Linked DNA regions of Mus musculus: region 1 is linked to region 2. A link is a contact called in public Hi-C data. All regions are on one chromosome and are shown on one strand. Each heading gives the region's core, a stretch centred on a gene start, on an enhancer-like site or on the middle of the called end of the contact. The rest is flanking DNA. Distances are from core to core; before and after follow the strand shown. Region 1 has its middle 14 kb from the start of Gm12408. Region 2 overlaps Shb (src homology 2 domain-containing transforming protein B).

Region 1 (5,876 bases), core at 1,454-3,953, 230 kb before region 2:
GCCCTCACACTCTCTGGTAAGATGTTATCTCTCCCACCCCAAGACCCCGGGTCAGGGCCTCTCTCCTAAGGAAGCTTACTCTGGAGAATTATTTCATGGCAGCTCTTTTCCCAAGTCTGCCACATCTGACTTCAGCTTTTGTTAAAAGGCCCACTAAGCCCTAAATGCTTTCAATGAGCATACAAGTCAATTGTTGTGTGACTTCTCTGAGGTGTAAAGAAACATCAGTTCATGCAGACAAAACTACCCCATACTGGAGAAATGAGCCCATCCAAGTCCAGCACGGTGAATTAATGAGTCTATTGAAGCTGGTTATAGGAACACAGGTATGTACAGGAACACAGGTATGTATGGGGTTGCTTGCAGAAGCAAAGATCCTGGAAACTGCATCACCAAAGGGTTCCCCACCACATGGGTGGGGACTCAGAAAAGCTCTATCACAGATGCCCCAACCGTCTATCTCCTGTGGATTCTAGCATCATCTGAGATCAGGTGCAGTTGGGAGGTTGGGGAGGGGTGGCTGGAATTTCAGGCGAGGGTCTGGTAACCCTGGACAGTGTTCCCATGAGAGAACACCAACAGCTCCATCACCATCACCACAGACCCAGCTATAACCTTTTACTTAGATTATTGCCATGACTGTGGGGGCCAAAGTTACCATAGAAACCTCTGCTCGGTGGTGGTTGCTGGCCCTGCTAGATCTAGAAGAAGTAGCTTGGTTCCAGTATGGAGGCTGAAAGGTGAAGAGACTCTGGGCAGCTCAAGCCTGAAAATAGTGGCTCTAGCAGGCCTTGCCCTCTTCCCAGATTCCCTCTGCCTTGGGAAAAACCATTAGATTCAATTCTTAAAGCTAGCCCCCAAGGTCTAGTCCCTTCCCAGGCCACTTCCTCCTCCTGAGGCAGACTACCAAGGTCCAGTTACCAGAGTATTGGAGTCCAGCAATCAAAGGCCCCCTTTGGCTCACCTATTAAAATATACCACTGCAGCTGGGCGTGGTGGCGCACGCCTTTAATCCCAGCACTTGGGAGGCAGAGGCAGGTGGATTTCTGAGTTCGAGGCCAGCCTGGTCTACAGAGTGAGTCCCAGGACAGCCAGGGCTATACAGAGAAACCCTGTCTCGAAAAACCTATATATATATATACCACTGCATCCTAGCCCACTCTAACACAGACTTCCCCTTTTTCTCTTCTTAAAAATGATACCTTCAAGGCCGTTTGCTGCCGTTTTTCTGCTTGTGTCACTTTATCCCCCACCTCCTGTACACCTGTGTGAGAATGCCTCTGGGGGGGTCAGAAGAGGGCGTCAGATCCCCTGTAGCTGGAGTTACCCAGTGTGGGTGGCGGGAAGCCAAACGTGGGTCCTCTGCAAAAGTGCTCTTGACTGTTTAAACATTATTCCAGCTCCTATTTTTATCTTTCTGCCTTTTCACATACAAAGTGTCTGATGAAAATACTGTCACTCTCTCACCTTGTTCCTATTGTGGGGAAGTTAGAAGTATGTAGGCAGGTAGGGGAAACAGGGTGGGCTTCCTAGGTGGGAAGGGTTTCTGGAAAGAAAAGTCCATCCAAAGACAAACATCTGGGTGAGAAGCTGAGAAAAACCCAGGGGTCTTATAAAATGCCTAACCCGGAGTCCCCCAGGAAGCCCCACCTCTGCGTTTCTCCTCCAATCCTGGCTGGAGGAACCAGCCTATCGCAATAAAAGACTTTGTTTCTTTTGTTCTCTCTGCCTCCTGCTTGTGTCTCTAGAAATGGAAACACTTGCTTTAGTCTAGTGTCTTTCTTGGACAGTCAATTCTTTGCCTGTCCAGCAGAGTGACCTTGGCCTCTGAATTACACTGTGAACCCGATGGATGCTGTGGCTGGTTGTTGCAGGGAATTAAACTAACTGTCCTACACACTCTAGGTAAACACTACTGCTGAGCTACCTCCTAGCCTCTTTTAAATTTATTTATTTATTTATGGAGACAGTTGCCACACAACCCAGGCCCTGATTCTCTTGCTGCTTCTTAAAAGGTTTTCTTTGTTAATGCTTTGAGCAGTAATGTTATGATGTGCCTTGGCGTCATTTTTGGTCATATTTCTTGTTCTTGGGGCTGACTCAACATTTTAAATCTGCAGTTTTACATTCACTATATTTATATAAAGTTGCTACAAATAGAACATCTACAAACTAAACAAATGGGGTCTAGATTTCATGTGGGGGGTAGAAATTCAATAATCTCACAAATACATACTGGCCTACGGTTATCCACCCTGGAGATTAGTCTGGCAGGAGTCTCTGAGATTGCACAGCTTGAATCTTAGGGAACCAGATGAGTGACGGCTTACTTCATTAACATTGTAACCATGTGTTCTGTTTTCCCGCTCATTTCACATCTCCCAGACATCGACCTTGAGCTACAAAGTGACAATGCTCAACCAGGACTCTTGTCTTTGCAGAAGGGCCATCCACTTCCCAGACATCCATCCCAGGCAAGCTGGGAAGTGCTGTAATTAGAAACCCGGAGCCCAAAAAGCACTGCGCGAGCTGGGAAGCCAGGGGCAAGACCCAGGGGGCAGAGCTTCCGGGAGACAGTGGGGTGGGTGGGTTCTTGTCAGTTGAGTGAAGGAGGCCTGATGGATTGACTGGAGGGCTGAACCCAGACCAACTATTGTGTCAGTTCCTCTTCGGCTCTCCTTCAGATCTCCCGGAAACTTGAGTTGTGCATCAGTCACCTCCTCCGGAGCTTTCTCCCCACCCCCTTCCTTCTCTGGGTGGTTTAGCTCAGCTGGGGCTCTTAACCAATTAACACTCTTTGCATCTGAAAAGCTCAAATCAGCTCCTCCGAGGTGTGAGAGATCAGAAGTAATTAAGGTCTCTTTCTAATGTAAATCTAAACCTGAAGTGGGATGTTTGTCTCCTTGGGAAATTTGGGTCTAGGGTTGCTGGGGAGCTGGGGAGGTGAAGAAGGGTAGTGACTTCAAGAGTTCCAGAGCGGTTGGATGCTTTCCTGAAATATTAGGTTCTTTTACGTCAGAACCAACTTCACGGGGCAGTGGGAGTGAGCATCTTTCCCTACCTTCATGCACTCACGGGTCCCTTCTCCTGTCTCCCATCCTGATGCAACTGACCCCGTCTTTCCCCCATCCTCCACTCAGCCCCTTTTATTAAGTGCCTGTCACTCTTTGTAATTATTTTATTTACTGGCTTCCCACATCATTAAGTAAATACGTCCAGGTTGTTGTTCACCCTCGAACATAATATATAAAGTTGTCCAAGTGAAAAACAGCCTGACTGCAAATCAGCCCAAGCCGTTTGGAAAGTGCCCTAGAGCCCTTCACACAACAGGGCTCCTATTAAAAGCTTCTTGCCGCCGCCTGCCGCCGCCGCTGCCACCACCACCACCACCACCACCACATTCCCTTTGCTTCCCTTTCTGCCTTGTAGCCAATGACTTAGGATCTGCCATCACTGATCACTGGCTGGCTGTACCCAGAAACAATTCTTCTACGGAAGTGTTAGGTAAACAGCCAGGCTTAGAAGCCACTGAAATTAGACCCTTCCCTCATAATTAGTTTTGGACCTCACTTCCTGTTCTCCTGGTAACATTACAAAAGGAAATATCAGTGCTCCCTCTCCTTAATATTTAAAATATTATATGAAAGGGTATGGGGCATTAGGTTAATGAAAAGCTATTGCCTGGGTAAGAACACTGACTGCTCTTCCGAAGGTCCTGAGTTCAAATCCCAGCAACCACATGGTGGCTCACAACCATCCGTAGTAATGAGATCTGACGCATGTCTGAAGACAACTACAATGTATTTATGTATAATAATAAGTAAATCTTTGGGTTGGAGCAGTCAGGGACTGAGTGAGTGGCATTGACCAGAGTGAGCAGAGGTTCTAAATTCAATTCCCAACAACCACATGAAGGCTCACAACCATCGTACAGCCTCAGTGTACTCATATGCATAAAGATAAATAAATAAATAAATAAATAAATAAATAAATGCACTTGCTTACAGATCTTCACTGCTAAGTTGGCTTGCTCTTCTGAGTTCTAACTCAAAAACAGTGTAACTTAGAGTTACTGTTAGACCTCCTGTCCCCACTTCTCCCACCATGATGCCAACATCTTGAAAGGGACTGAATACTAGAAATATATGTGAGCGCCTCTCTGAATCACCACTCCATCCAAGGTCCTTCCTTATGTAACATATTGGGGCTGAAACCTGGGAGTTCCCTAGTTCCTTCATGTGGTCTCAAGGCACCAACACAGGTGCATGCTGGTGTACTTACCTGCCCTATTTCTTCATAGGCTCCTGCTACGAGGGCTAAAATTTATGTTTTAAGTTTTAATCACTGTGCTTAAGAGATCTATAAAACAAAAATGCCTCTAACCTGTAAGGCCCACTTGCCCAAGGACAGATACCTTCTTGGAAGGCTGGAGGCCATTGTTCATTAAGATAACAACCCCTGTGTTTTCACTTCTGTAAACAAGGTTGGTTGCCCCAACTGCACAGGATGTCCTTGATCCCACACAGGCGGGAGGTGTAGGCAGGAAGTACTTCAGGATGAATGCTTGCCTCGAATTGGACAAAAGTGGAAAATACATGGCCTTGTGGGTTTCGCCTTTATAACCACCTGACTAACATAATTCACAGCCATTCTCTGGGAATCCTGGGTTTGGAACTACCCTGTGTTCATTGTCCTGGCCAGTATTTAATAAAACTTGCTTCAGATTTAGCTCAAAAATTGTGGTAGTGGTCTTATTCTCACCTGGGGGGGATTAACACTGCCCCATTGATAGATTGTAAAACTAAAGACCTGGGAACCCAGGGAAGGCTAAATGACACCAGGTGATATCTTTTGGTTGTCCTAATTACAACAAGCAGGCCAGTTCACTTTACTCATTCAGATCTCTGTGCACCATGCTACACAGACTCACATGGATAACATCCTCTTGGTGTATAAGTACAGACACCGGTACCAGCCTGACCTTGGCTCTCACAATGCCCTAATGTCAGCAGGAAGTAGCCAGAACCCATAAATTTCTTGGGTCCCACCTCTCTCTCTCTCTCTCTCTCTCTCTCCCCCTCTCCCTTTCTCTCTTTCTCACTCTCCCTCTTCCTCTCTCCCTTTCTCTCTCTCTCTCTCTCTCTCTCTCACACGCACGCACACACACACACACACACACACACACACACACACACACACACATAGAGCCTAGAATGATTCTGGTAGCTGCCCCTCTTTAGGGAGCTTTAGCCTTGGCATCCTGCAGCTTGTCTCCCACCTCAGGCCTAAGCTGCTATGCTCCTAGCATGCAGCAGCCCCAAGGTAGAGCAGGACAATACAATTAGCTTCCTGCCTTCCAAGCCTCATATCCTATCTAATCTGATAAATTTAGAGAGCTCCCACCCTTCTAAGCACAGCTACCCCTCCCTTCTAAAGTCTGTATAAGTGCCAGGCAGTGGTGGCACACGCCTTTAATCCCAGCACTCAGGAGGCAGAGGCAGGCAGATTTCTGAGTTCGAGGCCAGCCTGGTCTACAGAGTGAGTTCCAGGACAGCCAGGGCTACACAGAGAAACCTTGTCTTGAAAAAACAAAAACAAAAACAAAAGCAAAACCAAAAGTCTGTACAAGTAGGGGATGTCCTCTGACCTGTGTCCTCTGTCCCATGTCCTCTGTCCCGTTGATGGGTCTCCTGATAGAGTGTCGGTCATAAAACAGGATTCCTATAAGAATACAGAAGACCTTGCTTGGTGTGGTGGTTTTGTGATAACTAACATTATGTTGAAGTTTAAATTACTGTATTAAAGAGAGCTATAAAACAAAAGATGCCCCTAACCTAGAAATTCCACTTGCCCAAGGACAGATAGCCTCCTGAAAT
Region 2 (5,923 bases), core at 2,071-4,570:
GTTTAAGAACCATCATTAAAAATAAGATTTGAAAAAAATTGAAGTTATGCCAGTGGAAGGATCTGCACCTTTTGCAGAGGGGACCTTGAAGGCCAGGGGCAGAGGGAGGCTGTCTTGTGGTATCAGCAGGATCAGAGACTGAACCAACGTCTGTGACTTGGGTCAGCACTTGGACAGTCATAGCCACTGCCGCCACCACCACTACCGGTTCTCCTGCGGGTTTCATATTCACCCTTGAATCAGGATGCATGGAAACATTGAGCGGAGGGGGAGACACCACGAAGACGTATTATTACTATGTGCATGTCTCAGCCGGTGAGAGGCTTGCTCCTGCCCGAGTCTTATCATTAATAGCTTCTAGGATAACACTTCATATAAGCTCTGTCCCTAAGAAAACCACCCTTCGTGGTCTCATCTTGGTCTGTGAGACCTAGCCTTTTACTCTGTGTCCTCTGGCCTATCTGTCTCCGTGAAGATGGCACTGTGTTGATGCATCGTGAGTCACAGAAGGCCTTCGCCCTGGGCTGTCACTCAGAGCCTAAGGAACACTAGGCGCTCCATAAGCCTGGTCCCTGCTGGTGTCTGCTGAAAGTGTAATTATTTGGCTACGAATCAAGCTGTTTGGCTCAGCAGGGCTTACATTTAGACATTGTTAACCACATGGGCAGGCTTTAGCTTATCCTTGGAGGTGCAGGTGTTCACCCTGTGGCTCCGTCAACCTGTTCTGTCCACCCACCTCTTTGGACTCTTAGGACATCTCTGCTAGAAGGGGCCCTTAGGGTCCCTGGCTACGTATTTGGAGAGCACAGTCTACAGTGAAGAATGCTGTTCAGTTCATGGCACTTGGGAAGCTCAGGGTCCTTGCCCTGTGACCCAGCAAATTGCTTCTCCCTCACTTCGACACTCGCTTTTCCCATCCGTGCAGCGAGCATCTGTGTGTACTGCCAGTCCCCTGTGTGTGTCATGAATCAAGAGAACAGTCACGATCTTCCCAGGCATCTCAAGTGATCAGGCTGTCCCTCCTCCTCTTCCCAAACCCTGAGGCCTCATCTACTGAGTGCTGTCGGATTATCTTGTCACAGAGGCCACGTTAGTCTAAGGTGTCACAGGAGAGATGACACCCTCCTTCAGTGTCACTTGGGCAGGTAGCTTGAACTGACTAGGGAGGTTGCTATGAGGGTATATAGAGCCCTACTGGTGATACTGCTGGAGCACCTGGTCCCCAGGTGTGAGGAAGGTTCCCCTAAAAGGATGCAGTCCTAGTGGGATGCTCCTAAAAGTCAGAGTAGGTGGGAATATTTGGGTTTGCCCCCATAGGATCCAAGCACTTTGAGAGGCAGGGAGGATCATGAGTTCAAAGCCAGCCTGGGCCACATAGCAAGCCCTTGCTGGAGAGCTGAGAGGGGGGCAGAGATCTGAGTCATAGACTGCTTTCAGAGGCAGGATGGCTCCCCATCCAGTTAGCACAAATGTCCCTGTCTGTCCTGCATGCTGACCATAGAGCCTGTCCTCTCAGCCTTGAAACTGTTCTTGCTCTGTTGTGCGCCCTCCACCTCCCTTGGTTGTTGAGTTCATTTAAAATGCATAGCCTTATTCTTTTTGTTCCTTCACTAATCTGCCCCTGAATCTGGGTTCCGTGGTCAAAATCACGTTTTAAAATGGCCTAACAAGAAGAAATGCAGCCCCCGGGACCCCAGCATAAGAGCACCCTGACTGAGGCTTAGCCTTTTAGGAAGACCAGGGCATACACTGCTCTTATATTTGTGGTTCATGCATGTGAGCCCATGCAAAGAGCAGTGGCTAGCCCAGGGATCCCACACATGAATTCTGAACTCCAAGGAAGGAGGAGAAAAGCTCCTGGTTGGAAAGACATGGGTCTTTATACCCAGCCTGCAGGATTGTTCCTCTCAGAGGTCCCTCCTCCCCACAAGAGCTGGTCTGGGCTCACTCTCCAGCCTCCCTACCCTTGAGAGCTTACAGCCGGGGAGGAGTCAGAGGACCTCAATTCCCTGCTCTAGGCAGCCAGTGGGAAAGGATGGCAAACCCGGAGTACCCTGGACACAGGCTAGGCAGGTGCTAGGAGCCCAGAGCACGGAGGCATCGCGGTGAGCAGATAGGGTCACCAGCCTTGGGCTCACAGAGCAGGGGAGTTCCCTCTCTTGGCTCAAGGCAATTTCTAAGACCTGCCTAAATCCATTCAGTTGGGTGACTGGTCAGAGAAGATGAGGTCGCAGTGGTAGCTGCAGGCCTGCATGAAGGCTGAGGAGGGACTCAGGCTGCTGAGTCCAAGAGACATAGGTGTGCAGACTCCTAACACCAACACTTGAGAGGTGGGAGGAGGTTCAGGAGCCCAAGGTCATCCTTAGCTACACGGCAGATATGAGGGCCAGCCTAGGCTATGTCCCTGGAGGGAGAGAGAAAGGTCCAAATCCTGGCCCCATCTTTCCCCATGAAATAAGGTGCATGGTTTTCTGAGCCTCAGTTTCCCTATCTGCAAACGATACTAGATACTAGTCATGTCCGCTTAGCTCTGCCTGGTGGGATTTAAATGCTAGTGTTCTGAATTTGAATTGCCGCTGGGGACCATGGGTGATCTGGAGCCGAAGGATGTGAAACATTTGACTCAAGAAAGCATCTCCCTTTCCAGTCAAGGCAAAGCAGAAACTCCCCATGTGCGGGCTCCTGTGACGTTCTCTCTATGCTAGTCCCGTAGGGCTATTTCCTCTTCCCACATAAATATTATATGCTAGTGTTTTTAAGTCATTTCATCATGAAAAGAAACGATTTAACATAACTATTACCCGGGATTCTTCATGAAATATGCATCAAGCAATTAGGTCTAAAAGCGAGAGGTGAAGCCTCGCACCCCAGCTCAGCGGCGGGCGGGCAGCTGTGGGCTGAGTGATGTTTTATTAAAGCTCATGATTAGGAGGTGAGGTGGGGCCTGTTATTAGGCCAGCACACACCAGGCATGCTTGCTGATGGGGGCCCGTGACAAGGAGGTGCTTTTTGTGATGGTAATGAGCGATCTAAGTGCCCTGACAGCCCCAGCACCCTGCCTCCCCGGGCCTTACAAGACTCATTAGACAGGTCACCCACCAGAGACACCCCAATTGTGACTTTGCTCTCACAAGATGTCCTATCAAAGGAGATGGAGCCAACAAGGAACCAGTTGGCAGGAGCCTGTCAGAGCTCGCTAGGAAGGGTGCTGTCCCAGAGCCACCATGTCATCCTTGCTCCCTCACCATGCCTTGAGGAACCTAGGAGCAGGCTCTGCCTGGAGCCCACCCACCTGGCCCTGCACACAGGCACAGAGCTCTGGGAGCATCTGCAGCGCCCCTGCTGGCTGCCTCTCTGACCTATTTCCTCTAGTGTATCAAAGCAGGTGAAGGTATAGCAGCCACAGGCTATTTCTCACTGCAAAACCATCTTGTTATGAGCAGCCACGGCCACCCTGTGCATACCCTTGCCTGATGTGTCTATCTGTTGCCCATGGAGATTTGAATACCCTCCCTTGTATTCTAGTTTGATTTCCGTTGCTGCGATAATACCCTGCCTAGGCTGGGTATTTTTGCACACACCCTTGATCCCACCACTAGGAAGACAAAGGCAAGCAGATCTCTGTGAGTTCAAGGCCACCCTGACTGAACCTCTTGGGGTGGATTACCACCCTGTCTTCATGGCTGGGAGGTTTCAGTGGTTGGAACCGGCCATTCTCAGTGCCTGGGACAGTTTTGTGTTTGGCCTTCCAGCCTGCCTCTCTGCTCTCTGACCAGAATTGGTCAGGGGTGTGGAGGCTCTGCACAGAGGACATCTGCTTAGTCCCTCCTGCTGCCCCTGCTGCCCTGCCTGGCTTCATGTGGAGCACTGCTGCTCTGGAGAGTATCCTGGGAGAGCACTAGGCCTGTCACCTGGGGCTGTAAGAGCCATTCCTACCCTTGATGCCTACTGGGTAGCACAGAAATCTAGTGTGGAAATCTCATGTTAACCCTTAACCTTGTGAGTTCCTTGCCCAGACCCCCTTGAGATGTAATGGGAGCCATTATGTCAGCCTCCTAAGAGTTATAGTGGCCTCTCTGTCTTACAAATCCTCTGCTCCCTCCGACATGACTGTGGACCCCTCACAGAGCTAAGTTACTTGGTGTCCATCAACTTCGCTGCAAGGTCTGCACTGCAGTGAAGGGAGGAGGGTACATCATGGTCACACCTGGTATCCATAGCCATATGACTGCTCAACATCCCAGACAGGCCAGGCAAGCTTCCTGGACACCTTCTGGATGTCCCATCACTGCAGCTCCAGGCCCTTTTCCAGCTGACTGGTATCTGTGGGCCCTACATCATGCTGAGGTGAGTCCTCGGCCTCACTCGGGTTTGTTTTCTGTGTGGCATGCTGGCCCTTGCACATGCCAGAGTAAGCGCTTCTCCCCCATCACAGAGCTGATCTGGGATGCAGTGACCCTTGGCTGCAGAGCCGAGCTTGCCATGGGCTCTGTAATTCGAACAGCACAGCCTTAAAACTCTTGATTTAAATTTTAGTTCTTCACAAGAATTATTCTCTCTTGAAATGTAATTGCTGATATCTTTGAAGCCCAGGGTAACATCTCTGAGTACGCCATTGTGCGTAGACACATTGTTCTGCTCCTACATGTCCGTAAGCATTTTTTTCTATCCATTTGGAGAGCATAACAGGTTTTTTTTGGGGGGGGGGGTCATTACACCCAAAGGGCAGGTAAAATTTAAGACCCCCATTGGAACACAGAGACCAGAAAGGGAATTGGGGCTCAGGAAGACCATGCCCCTAAGAATCCATGCAGGACTCCTGGCCTCCCTAGGTAACCCTGGCTGCTGGGTCCCTAGAGCTGTCCACCAGTTACCAAGGACAGGCTCTGAGACGGTGGCACAGTCTCAGTCAGAAACCTTAGGTTTGGGTGAGTGAACAGGAAGAGGCTGTCTGCACAAAGACAGTGATGGAGGCATGCTCAGGTGAGCCAGGGTGTGGCTGCAGCTTAGGGCCTCAAATGGGAGAGGCCCTCTGGGACACGCAGTTGAGACGCTGACCTTTGTCATCATGACCGGTGCCCACCTGGCACTCTGATAATGAGCTGTGCTGACCAGGACACATCAGCTCCCTGCATTTGGGACCCGCCGCTAACTTTCCTTCAGGTTTTGCCAAAGTTGTTCTCCCTGGACAGATCTGAAACCATGCTGAGTGGGCACAGAGACCTGGGCTCTGCTCTTCTTCCATAGGCTCTTGGGGAAACTGAGCATCAGGGGTGGGGTTGGCATATGCTATCACAGCTTAGAAAGTTGAGTGTTCAGTACTGGAGAGATGACTCAGAGGTTAAGAGCACTGACTGCTCTTCCAAAGGTCCTGAGTTCAATTCCCAGCAACCCAGCTCACAACCATCTGTAATGAGATCTGACGCTCTCTTCTGGTGTGTCTAAAGAGAGCTACAGTGTACTTAGGTGTAATAAGAAATACATCTTTAAAAAAAATTAAATTGAGTGTGTAGATAGTGTTCATGACAGTCATGTGAAGGAAGGAAGTCTGCCTTGGGGTTCCTGGGAGACTGCGACTAATCGCACCTACCTAAGCCATGCTTGGTGGGGATCAAGCATAATGCTACCACATTCACTGTACCCAAAGGGAGCTAGAAAATGTTCCTGGCTGGGCTACCCCATCCCTGTCTAAGAGAATATCTTGCCTGCTATCACTACATACTATACTGGCCCACAGCCACCTGTCAGTTTGAAGCATCTTGAATACCTGCAAGGTGTAAACAGGTCCCTGCTTTGTTACAGGGCTGTCTTTTACCACCACCCCTGAAATTCCCAGGAGCTTCCGGGTGGAAAATCCTAACATTACCAGTGGTTTGCTCCTGGACCCCAGGCAGGTACAGAAATGAGTGGTGCTCCTAGGTGT

The links. Hi-C and Micro-C count contacts between places; a contact is called where the count stands out from the background.
Region 1: a contact with region 2 is called in a Hi-C map of stem cell-derived cardiac mesoderm, with 3 times the contacts expected there. The contact joins two enhancer-like sites. A contact is called at or near these places in 4 of 484 Hi-C or Micro-C datasets (cortical neurons, nephron progenitors and stem cell-derived cardiac mesoderm), 1 of 115 datasets of contacts at active chromatin or transcription factors (embryonic stem cells) and 1 of 9 other capture datasets (embryonic stem cells).

Annotation. Positions count from the first base shown.
Region 1 is chr4:45,651,433-45,657,308 of GRCm38.p6, reverse strand. No RefSeq gene overlaps it. Among named protein-coding and RNA genes, the nearest start is that of Gm12408, 14 kb to the right of the region's middle. Within about 2 kb of position 2,703, at least 58 of the 459 cell types and tissues checked have an H3K27ac peak or open chromatin away from gene starts, as enhancers often do. A contact at or near this core is called in stem cell-derived cardiac mesoderm, where this site is marked.
Region 2 is chr4:45,424,303-45,430,225 of GRCm38.p6, reverse strand. The region is part of intron 5 of Shb (src homology 2 domain-containing transforming protein B); the gene reads left to right. Among named protein-coding and RNA genes, the nearest start is that of Gm46852, 18 kb to the right of the region's middle. Within about 2 kb of position 3,320, at least 22 of the 459 cell types and tissues checked have an H3K27ac peak or open chromatin away from gene starts, as enhancers often do. A contact at or near this core is called in stem cell-derived cardiac mesoderm, where this site is marked.